Linked DNA regions of Pan troglodytes: region 1 is linked to region 2. The links are chromatin contacts, called in public Hi-C maps. All regions are on one chromosome and are shown on one strand. Each heading gives the region's core, a stretch centred on a gene start, on an enhancer-like site or on the middle of the called end of the contact. The rest is flanking DNA. Distances are from core to core; before and after follow the strand shown. Region 1 holds the start of PPP4R1 (protein phosphatase 4 regulatory subunit 1). Region 2 overlaps RAB31 (RAB31, member RAS oncogene family).

Evidence for each region. A called contact is a pair of places that touch in the nucleus more often than the background predicts.
Region 1: a Hi-C map of stem cell-derived neural progenitor cells shows a contact between it and region 2, with 2.2 times the contacts expected there. The contact joins the promoter of PPP4R1 here to the enhancer-like site in region 2. A contact is called at or near these places in 1 of 7 Hi-C or Micro-C datasets (stem cell-derived neural progenitor cells) and 1 of 1 datasets of contacts at active chromatin or transcription factors (stem cell-derived excitatory neurons).

The regions. Positions count from the first base shown.
Region 1 is chr17:21,282,924-21,287,847 of NHGRI_mPanTro3-v2.0_pri, forward strand. PPP4R1 (protein phosphatase 4 regulatory subunit 1) reads left to right here and starts at 1,580. Exons shown (of 20, transcript XM_009433642.4): 1 at 1,580-1,780; 2 at 2,520-2,564. The coding sequence starts at 1,618. It overlaps LOC104003075 (a long non-coding RNA gene), which reads right to left and starts at 1,549. Exons shown (of 3, transcript XR_002940493.3): 1 at 1,464-1,549.
Region 2 is chr17:21,086,925-21,092,157 of NHGRI_mPanTro3-v2.0_pri, forward strand. The region is part of intron 3 of RAB31 (RAB31, member RAS oncogene family); the gene reads right to left. Among named protein-coding and RNA genes, the nearest start is that of TXNDC2, 77 kb to the left of the region's middle. Within about 2 kb of position 2,072, at least 12 of the 24 cell types and tissues checked have an H3K27ac peak or open chromatin away from gene starts, as enhancers often do. A contact at or near this core is called in stem cell-derived neural progenitor cells, where this site is marked.

The DNA of each region.
Region 1 (4,924 bases), core at 330-2,829, 200 kb after region 2:
GCCTAGCTACCAAAGGCAGAATTAGTTGTTCCATATCCTAGGCTAGCATTTGGTACATAGTCCCTATTTTATCATGATTACTGAGAACTGTTAAGTCTAACTCAACTGTGTAGATCAAGACAGTTTTGTCTTAGTGCATCCAGCGGCTGAAGCACAGTTGGCACGCTGTAGATTTTGTGTTGTTGCGGTGAGACCACCAGTTAGAATAAAGAGCTGATTTGGGCCGGGTTTGGTGGCTCACACCTGTAATCCTGGCGCTTTGGGAGACCAAGGCCAGAGGATTGCTTGAGGGCAGGAGTTCAAGACCCACCTGGGCAACACAGTAGAACCACGTCCCTAAAAAATTTTAAAAATAAATTGGCCAGGTGGAGTGGCCTGTGCCTTTAGTTCCAGTTACTTGGGAGGCTGAGATGGGAGGATCTCTTGAGGCCAGGAGTTCGAGGTTACAGTGAGTCATGATTGTGCCACTGCACTCCAGCCTGGGCTACGTAAGGCAAGACTCTGGCTCTAAAAAAAATTTGCTTTTTAATGAAAAAAAAAAAAAAAGAGCTGATTTGGCTCTTTCTTCCCCCATTTACCCAGAATTGCTAAAGTGGTAGATACTGACAAGGTATCTTAGCAGGGCAGAAGTCTCATGGTTTGAGTCAGTTGGGACCAATTGCTGTTGATGTGAATTTCTAACTCCTTTGTCATTCTGAGTGTGTCAGCTGAATTCACATAAGGGCATTCACCAAGGGAGGAAGAGAAAGGCCTTTAGTTTTAATTATTTTATAGTTGAGAAAATTAGACACATACTCGGGGTTACGGGGTCTATTCTGATTTTTATTACTCCTAGAAATTTCATACAGATTATAATCTGTCTATCTTGTTAGTAATATCTGACTGATTTTTTTGGAATAGCTATGTGTAGAACCCATTTTATTACACAGATTTAGGAATCTCAGAGGATCTGATTCCTTAGTCTCTTAAATCTTCAGTGGCATTAAATGCCAACACATTGTCCTTGGTCAAGACTACAACGTAGAAAGGAACAAGCTAATTAACTACTTAGAATTCCCTCTCCTAAGAGACCACATCGCCAAAGTGGCACCATGACACAGCTTGGTGTTTTGTTGGTCACTTTAGGAGACCACCATTTTGGAGGCCTTGGGTGGAGCTGGAGATAGAGCCATGGAGGTAGAACCGTGTCGGAAAACCTGGGTTTAGCCCCATTTTGTACTTGGGCGTTTGAGCTAATCGCTTAAGTCACGTAAAACAACAAGACAAATAAAGTCTGGGATACAGACTTTAACACCTCAAGTGCTGCCAAAAGTATTTAGAAGACAAAGCGAATCATAGGCACCCTTCACCGAGCACCTCCTAGACATCAAGAACCATGCTAGGTTCCCTACATTCTTCATTTAATGCCAATAACCCCACGAAGCAGTTATCACCTTCATTCTACAAATGGGCCCCACTCCTACCAATTAACTGGCTGAATCAGGATCTGACCCCGGGCCTGCCAACGCTCCCGCTGGTGGATTGCCCGCCTTGTCAGCTCGAGTTGGCAGGACGTGGGAGTAAAAACCCGGCGCCCCAGCCTTCACCGTGCTGCACGAGGAAGCTGGCTAGGCAGGCATGACTTTGTCAGTCAACCATCCCGCAGCCGGGCCCTGGGCTTTGTTAGCAGCCACTTGGCGAGGGCCCCGGGCGGGTGGGAAGGCGGCGCTTCCTCCAAGAGGAGGTGGGACCCCGGCCCCGACGACCTCGGAGCCGCCCCCGGCCCCGGATCGCCGACGACGTACGTGCAGGCCTGGGGATGGGGCGCTGGCTGCGAGCGGCGCGCCCGCTGAGATGGCTGCGGCTGGCAGGGCGGTGGGCGAGGCCGGTGACCCAATAAAGCGGCCGGGCCGCGGGAGGCCCCGCCCGGCCGGGTTCCGGCACTCGCCGCAGGGTCCCGGCCGGCGGCAGGTTGCGCGCCCCCGTCCGCAGCGCTCGGCGTGAGGGCGGCTCGGGAGGAGGGTGTGAGCGCGCGTCGCCGGGCCGGGGCCCGGCAAGGAGCGGGAAAGGCGGGAGGCGGGAGCGCCGGTCGCCCGGGAGCCGCGCGGAGGGGCAGGCGGGGCGGGGCGCGGCCGGGGGCCCGGGCGGCCGGGAGCCGCGCCGCCCGCGGCAGGCCCGGGCCCTCGGCCCGCCCCGCGCGCGCGCCCCCGCCAGCCCGGCCCTCCTCCTCCCCGCCGCCCCTCCCGCGCGCGTCCACCGGCTCCCCGGCTCGCGCCGCTCCATGTAGCCCCGGATCCCCGGGCGGCCGCGGAGGAGGGGGCGACCACAAGATGGCGGGTACGTGGCCCCCTGTTCTCCGGGCGGCGGCGGCTCCTCGAGCCCACCCGCCCTCCGCCGCAGCCCTGAGTGGCTGCCGGGCCGGGGCCGGCGTGGGGTCCCGGCGCGGGAAGGCGCCCCCGGGGCGGGGGGGGCGGGCGGGGGGGGCGTCGCGCCGGGCCCCGGGGCGCTGACCGGGCCTTTCTTCTCTCCCCTCGGCGCAGACCTCTCGCTGCTTCAGGAGGACCTGCAGGAGGACGCAGACGGATGTGAGTGGCCCGGCCTCGCGGTGGCCTGGCACTCCGCGGGGAGCGGCCGGGGAGGGCGGGCGGCGGCGAGGCCTGGGCCGGGCCCTGGCTGGCTGAGGGGACGGTGGGCGAGGGCGGCCCCAGGCGGGCTGGGGTGGCGATCTGGAGGGAAAATCTCGCGTCCGTGAGGAAACGGCGCGCCCAGGTTCCGCTGGGGGAGGGAGACGCCCGGAGTAACGCCCAAGTTCGCTTTCCGCCCTTCGCTCTCTTCTCCCGGCGCCCCCGAATCGCCTGCGGGCTCAGCAGTGGCGCGGCTGTTTTGGAAGAAGCGGTGGGGCAGGATTTGAAGTGGGGTTTGCGTGTGTTTCTGCCCCTGGTGTCCCCTTCCCCCGTCACTCTAGGAAGGAAGAGGCTCGCGCGGGAGGTGTGTTTCCTTAGAGTCGCCCTTCCAGGAGCGCCCGGGGGGCAGCCTGGGCCCCGGCTAGCCGTCTGGGCTCCCCGACCCGGTTTTGGATTGTTTGAGGATGACATACCTGTCATTTTACTTTGGCTGGTAGCAGTTTTTAGATTGCTCCCGATTTGATTAGTGGATTACGAGAAGGTTAGAAGGTGTGGCCTCCTCAGGAATTACTAGGTTTGGAGAGCATATTTCTTTAATGCGGATGTTCAGAAATCACCCAGCCCTCCTTCAGTGTTAACAGTGCAGCTTTCCTTTGAGGTACTGAAGTTTTTAAAGAGTTGACGCTTTTATTTTTAAAAAGACAAAGTTTCTGACATTTGCTGATGGCGACGGAATTGATATTTAGAAAGGAATTTTTCGTCTTATGTGTACTTTTCTAAGCCTCAGAAAATAATTTGGGTCACGATAGAAAAGACAAAAGAGTTAAGCAGGTTTGTATTGAAAGAAGTGACCAATTGCAGTTAACTTAAAATAGTTTCTATTCACGCTAATCTTCCAAAATAGTGACCCATCAAAAAATCAATAGGTTTTGAGATGCATTTTAAAAATGAAGAGTGTGCCAAATATATAAGCGAAGATCATGGGATACATAAGGGACCAAGAAATTGTTCTGAGTTGAGATGATAACCATAGTAGGATTGTGGTCTGTTTAGTGGAAAGCCTACTGGATGCTGAGATTGACTGTCTAATACCTGTATAAGTAATTTCAGAGATGGCTGCAGTTTGAAATTACTCTTTTAAATACTCTGTAGTTAATCCTTAGCATTGTCTAATGTGGTTCCCTTACTCAGAGTAAACTTAATTTTTAGATTCCTGGTTGTTTTGAGTAAAGTAAGGGGGATTTACTATTTAGATGGATTATCTGAAACGAATAATTTATCTTTAAAGTAAATGAACCACATCCAAACTTTTGCTAAGTCTGTGTTTTTAGTGAGGTGGCTCAAAACAGCTCTCTTAAAGGGAGCAGTACTCATGTAGTGAAGGGCAGCTTTAACATTTTATTTAATGTTTACCTTAAGCCACTTATCTGCCTAATAGTAAGTTTGAGATATTATTTAAGGCAGCTGTTGATTTCAGATCTCTTGCCAGGTTAGGATTGGAGAAATGGCCCTGATTATGTTACCTCGAGGAGGGCTTTTTATATTTATGTTCGGCTTCGTAAATAGAAGATTCATTTATTCAGCAAGTATTTATGACTGGAGCAAAAACTTCTCACTCCTGAAGGATGAAATGCAGTGTCAGTTTCTTCCTTAGCCCCCAAGAAGCACAGTGTAGAGGGGAAGGCATACCTGTGAAAAATTCAACCATGAGTTTCAACACTCTGCCAGGTACTGGGGATGGAGCTTTGAGAAAGATGGGCACAACCCATGCCCTCTAGTGGTTTACAAGCAGTTTTGAATCTAGGTGTACAGTACAGTATTACAGTTACCACTGGAGCCAGGCTGCTCTGTTCGTCTTAGCAGTGTCTTTTTGGGCAGACTTGGGCAACTCACTTAACCTCCCTATGCCTCAGTTTTGTCATTTGTAAGTAGGCATAAGAAATATTACCTACTTCATAGAGTTGTTCAAGGCTGTACATAAGTTAGTGCCTTTGAAGCACTTGGAACAATTCCTGGTAAACAGCGATGATTATGATTATGTTTGCTGTTATGAGAAAAGAGCAAGGGAAGCTTAAAAGAAGAGCAGAGAAGGAAACACTGATGTTGAACCTTACAGAATGAAGGTATTTAAAGATGCTGCCAATGCTCGCAACTAAATTTTTTTTTTTTTTTTGAGATGGAGTTTCACTCTTGTTGCCCAGGCTGGAGTGCAATGGCGCGATCTCGGCTCACCGCAACCTCTGCCTCCCGGGTTCAAGTGATTCTCCTGCCTCAGCCTCCCGAGTAACTAACTGGGATTACAGGCATGTGCCACCACGCCT
Region 2 (5,233 bases), core at 822-3,321:
TGTCTTCTAAGACAGAGAGAGTTCATTTTAGGCTAAAACACCATGAACTGAATCTAAAACGGTCACTGGCATGGAGGTCTCATGAATTATTGAAGAGATCTTGGTATATAATGCATTACGCATTCTTTCCTTCCTCCAAATGGAATCGCTTTGAAATAAATCTCTGTTGGTGAAGCCACTTAAATGACTTTATTGCTGGGGACTTGAGGGTTTTAATGAGTTAGAAGTTCACGTCTCAGTTCCAAAACCCAATAATGCATTGACCAAAGGGTGATCTTGGTGGAGGACAAAAAGATAAATCACTTCTAGTCTACAATGTTTATGCTTTTCCCCCTTACAAATAGAAAACAAAAGCACCACAATCAGCCTCAGTCCTCAACATGACATAATTCAATTCCTGTGGGGTCAGAAATAAGACTGATGGAATGCTCACATAAAAAGATTCTTCTGGAAATAAAGTTCACAGTCACAAGAGGCTGATAAAGCTTTATTTTTACATCTTACCTTGAAAGGTTATTTGAAAATTAGCACAACAGATGCCAATTCAAAATCCCTTCTTCCCTGACTACCCAGCAAAACATCTAGAAGACCAAATTAAAATGTTGAGAAATTTTTCAGATGTCATTCAATTATTTAGAAACGGCACAGGGAACTGTGAAAACCCAGTGTGTCTCCTCAAAAGAAATAGCTGTTTATGTCCTTAGTGTGTGTGATTATTTGTTTTCTAATTGCTGGAGGTCCCTGTGGCAGGGGAGACGGGAACGGCCTTCTTCAGGCTCTTGGAGCTTCTCCGGCTGCTCAGCTTTCGCAGATGGACATTAACCCTGCCCGCAGCTGGTAGAAAATAAACGAGCATGACCTTTCTGGAAAGCAGCTGGACAATGTGTTTGAAGAATCTTGCAAATGTTCAGATACTTTGATTTGACAATTCCACCTCTTAAGGGAATAATCAGAGATGGTTACAAAGTAACCAGAATTCATTTGAGATTTATCAATGATGCTGAAAAACTGTAAGCAATCTCAATGTCTAACAATTAAAGAATGGACACATAAATTTTGGCTTAGCCATATGATGGAATATCCAGCAGCAATTAGACTTAGGTGTTTGTAAAATATTAAATGGCACATGAGGCAAGACAGCCTAGTGTGGTATTTTCCTGAGGGTCTTCTGCAGAACACCAGGCCACGTGGAGGTGGCCAGGAAAAAAGGTTTCCTGGCCAAATAAGTTTGAGAAACACCACATATAATAATGCTTCCCTGGAGGTTTACAAAGCATAATTAGTGCATTAAAGGCTCTGAAAATTTTCTACAGTAAAGAAACCTATTTATTTTGGTTTTAGTTCAGAATTCCCATTCATTTTTAAAATCTTTTTTTCAAGTAGTATTTATTAACATCTAGGGACCTAGCGTGATCGAGAATCACCTTTGGGGAAGTGAAGAGAACTGGACTCAAAGAGAGTCCTGAGGCTTGGCTTGGCTCTATCCTACTTTTCTTATTTTGTGAAACTGGTGCAGTGGGTGGGGTCAGAGACAAAGCTGAGGTTTTTCCAGCTCTGTGACAACCCTCCAGAGCTCACGGCCAAGGTAAAAACAGGCTCAGGATGGAGGCTCTCGCCTTCCCTGTAGTGTGTACTACACTTGTTTTCCCATCCTGTACTGCCTTATGTGCTCGCACACCCACGCGTGCACACACACACACACACCTCAGCAGCACAGTGGAAAGTCTTATTCCAGGAAATCTCCTAACCCTTTAGACCACCTACTCTGCCTCAGGCAACATTCCTTAAATGCAGGTTTGTGGCATCGTAAATTCTACAGCAGCAAAATCCTGCAAGTTGGGAATGAGCAGTGGTGGAAAATACATGAAGTTTCCCAACAAGCACAGCTCCAGCTGGGCTCTGCCTCCCAGATGAGAATTATCCAAGCCAGAATGCTCTGGCATCAGGTCCAGGAACTCGGAGTGATGGGCTTTGTATTATGATTTCCAGAGGACGCTCTGTCCCTGTTGAGTCGCTCAGGCTCGGCCTGGGCGCCTATGCTGCTCTGTGGCAGGTCAGGTGCAAGGCCACCATAAGGGAGAGTCAAGGGCAGATGCCAAAAAGAGCCCAAGGTCCACTGGGATTCAAACAAAGAGAGAAGGGGTAGAAGAAAATTCCTGAAATTCTCAACATTCTCAGCTGGCAAAAGTTGAATGGAAAAACACATTACTGAATGTTCTTTCTGTGCCATTCAGAAGAATGCTTCCGACTTTTACATAGACCCTCTCTCTCCACAGAAAAGCAGAGGCCTAGTTAATATGCCTACTCAGATGTCCTAAAACCCGAGTGTATGCAGAGTTGAATGAAACGGGACTGGGAGACAATACATCGAACTGTTAAGATGTTCTCTCTGAATAATGGCAGTACAGACAAACCACCACTTGCTTTGCTGTTTCTGAATTATTCAAAAAACCTTTCTATTATATCATAATACATTACTTCTGCAATGACAGGGGGTGTCTTTTTCTTTTTTTCCTTTTCTTTCATTTTTCTTTGAATGTGTTGTTAGAGCCAAAAAGCTTTCTCAGCATTCAGGGATCCAAGGGTTGAAGCAACAGTACCAGGAGGAAGCAACAGTACCAGGAGGAAGCTGGGTTTTAGAAGAGACCTGATGAGCACCTGACTCCTTTCTGACAAATGTGCTGCAAGCCTCATTTAGCAGAAAATGACACAACACAAATCCAAACATCTTTCCACAAAAACGATGTTGGGAGGAAGGCATGGATTACTTTTATTGATTGACTGGGACAGGGTCTCGCTCTGTCGTCCAGGATGGAGTACAGTGGTGCCACCACGGCTCACTGCAGCCTCAACCTCCTGGGCTCAAGTAATCCTCTCATCTCAGCCTCCCAGGTACCTGGGACTACAGGTGTGTGCCACCATATCCAGTTAATTTTTTTTTTTAAGTTTTTATAGAGACAAGTTCACGCTATGTTGCCCAGGCTGGTTTGAAAACTCCGAGGCTCAAGTGATCTTTTTGCCTTGGCCTCCCAAAGTGCTGGAATTAAAGGCATGAGCCACTGCACCCCGCTGGATTAGTGTTTTTTTAAAAGACAATGTAATGAACTGGAATATTCCAATCCCTAGAATAATGTATAAAAAAGAAATCAATGATTTAAGATGCTGTAGAAATGCATTTTTTCCCACCCATGAAATTGTCCAAGGGCAGTGAACGTCAGCTCATATACCTGCATGTTGGCAAACAAGTGGAGTTTCCTAAAACTCCAGAACTATGCCCCACCCCACTCCTAGGTATGTCTATTCACATCATACACAGCCACCGTGCTATGCATTTGCGGGGAAAGCCAGGATGGCCACGACGATCATAGAAAGTTAGTCTCATCTTGCCCTCTCTCCGATCTGCCCAGGTTGGTTTGGTCTCTCCCATCCTTAGCCTCAGGGCCACAGTAAGCGTACCATGTTCAAGACAAGACCCCAATGTGTGGGACAGTATCTTCGCTGCACAGCCCTGAGGAGGCCTCCGAACAGGCCCCATCACACCAGATGCACTCAAAAACATACGGTGTCATTTACCCCAATGTGCCTAGAGCCCCAGACTCTGCACTTTGCTGTGTGCCAACCCAGGCTAGCCAGCACGGCCTTCAGACCCAGCCCCAGCTCTCACGCAGCCGCACCTCCCTCCTGTCCGAGCAAAGTTCGTCTTGCCTTGACTGGAAGTCCAAAGTTTCCACAAGAGCCTTCAGATATCCAGTGAGCTCCAAACTGGCCACACAGCCACCAGAGAGATCCTGTTTTGAAGTGCTGGATTATGATATTTATTTACACTGACCACAGAATGTATTTATTTTTAACTTTCACTGTGGAAATTTTCAAGCATATCCACAAGAAGAGAGACTAGAATAATGGACTTCCATCTTCTCATCCCCTGACTTCAAGATCACCACTAACACATGGACCACTGGCTTCCTTTCTACCTCGTCTCACCTCCCGCTCCATTCCTACCCCTGGAGTCTTTTGAAGCAAATACTTGACATCATCTTATGTTAACTGAACATCAGAGTGATTGATTTCTTCCTATATAAATCCAATTGTTTCACTTCCCTGTTCAGAATCCTTCAAATTTAGTATAAAAGCCAAGCTCCATTCTGTGGCATCTTGGGTGGGCCCTGGTCCCTTCTCGGGCCCCTCCCCTGCTTGTCTCCAGCCCCGGCCTTCTCGCTGCTCCCTAAACACAGAGGCAGGCCCACCGAGCCTCCGCACCTTCCCTGACGCCTTCTAGCAGCCTGGACCCTCCTCCACCAGCATCCTCAAGGCCCCTCCCTCACTTCTGTCACACCTTTAATCAACTGCCACCCTCCCTGAGAACCCTTCCCTGAATCCCTATCTGGACCATAGCAAGGACTCGACAAATATTTAATGACTGAATGCATGTAATAAAAGTCAATAACCCTGTGAAACCAGGGAGAGAAGACAGAGTTGTTCCTGTTACTCAGATGAGAAAACTGAGGCTCAGCATGGTTAAGTGAATTGCCCAAAGACACACAGCTCTTTTTTTTTTTTTTTTTTTTTTTTTTGAGACGGAGTCTCTCTGTGTTGCCCAGGCTGGAGTGCAGTGGCGCCATCTCGGCTCACTGCAAGCTCCGCCTCCCGGGTTCACGCCATTCTCCTGCCTCAGCCTCCCGAGTAGTTGGGACTACAGACGCCTGCCACCACACCTGGCTACTTTTTTTGTATTTTTTTAGTAGAGACGGGGTTTCGCCATGTTAGCCAGGATGGTCCCGATCTCCTGACCTCGTGATCCGCCCGCCTCGGCCTCCCAAAGTGCTGGGATTGCAGGCGTGAGCCACTGTGCCCAGTCGACACACAGCTCTTAAATGGTGGAAAAGACTTTGAACACAGGTCTTGACTCCAAATTCCATGCATTTTCCATTCCTGTGTTGCTTCTCTGAAATGAAACGTTGCTTCAGTTGATATAATTAAGACACAGGTTTACATCAAATGTATTCATTCATTCAACAAACAGTATCTCACTGTTTGAACGCTCAGTATGTGGCAGGCACTGTTCTGAGCAGCAGAGAAACTGGAGTGTGGTGGGCAGAATAGTGTCCCCCAAAGAGGTCCATGTCCTAATCCCCATCACCTGTGACTATGTTAGGTTACATGGGAGGTGGAATAGGGCTCATCAGCTGACCTTCATATGAGGACATTATCTTGCATTCCTTGGGTGGGCCCA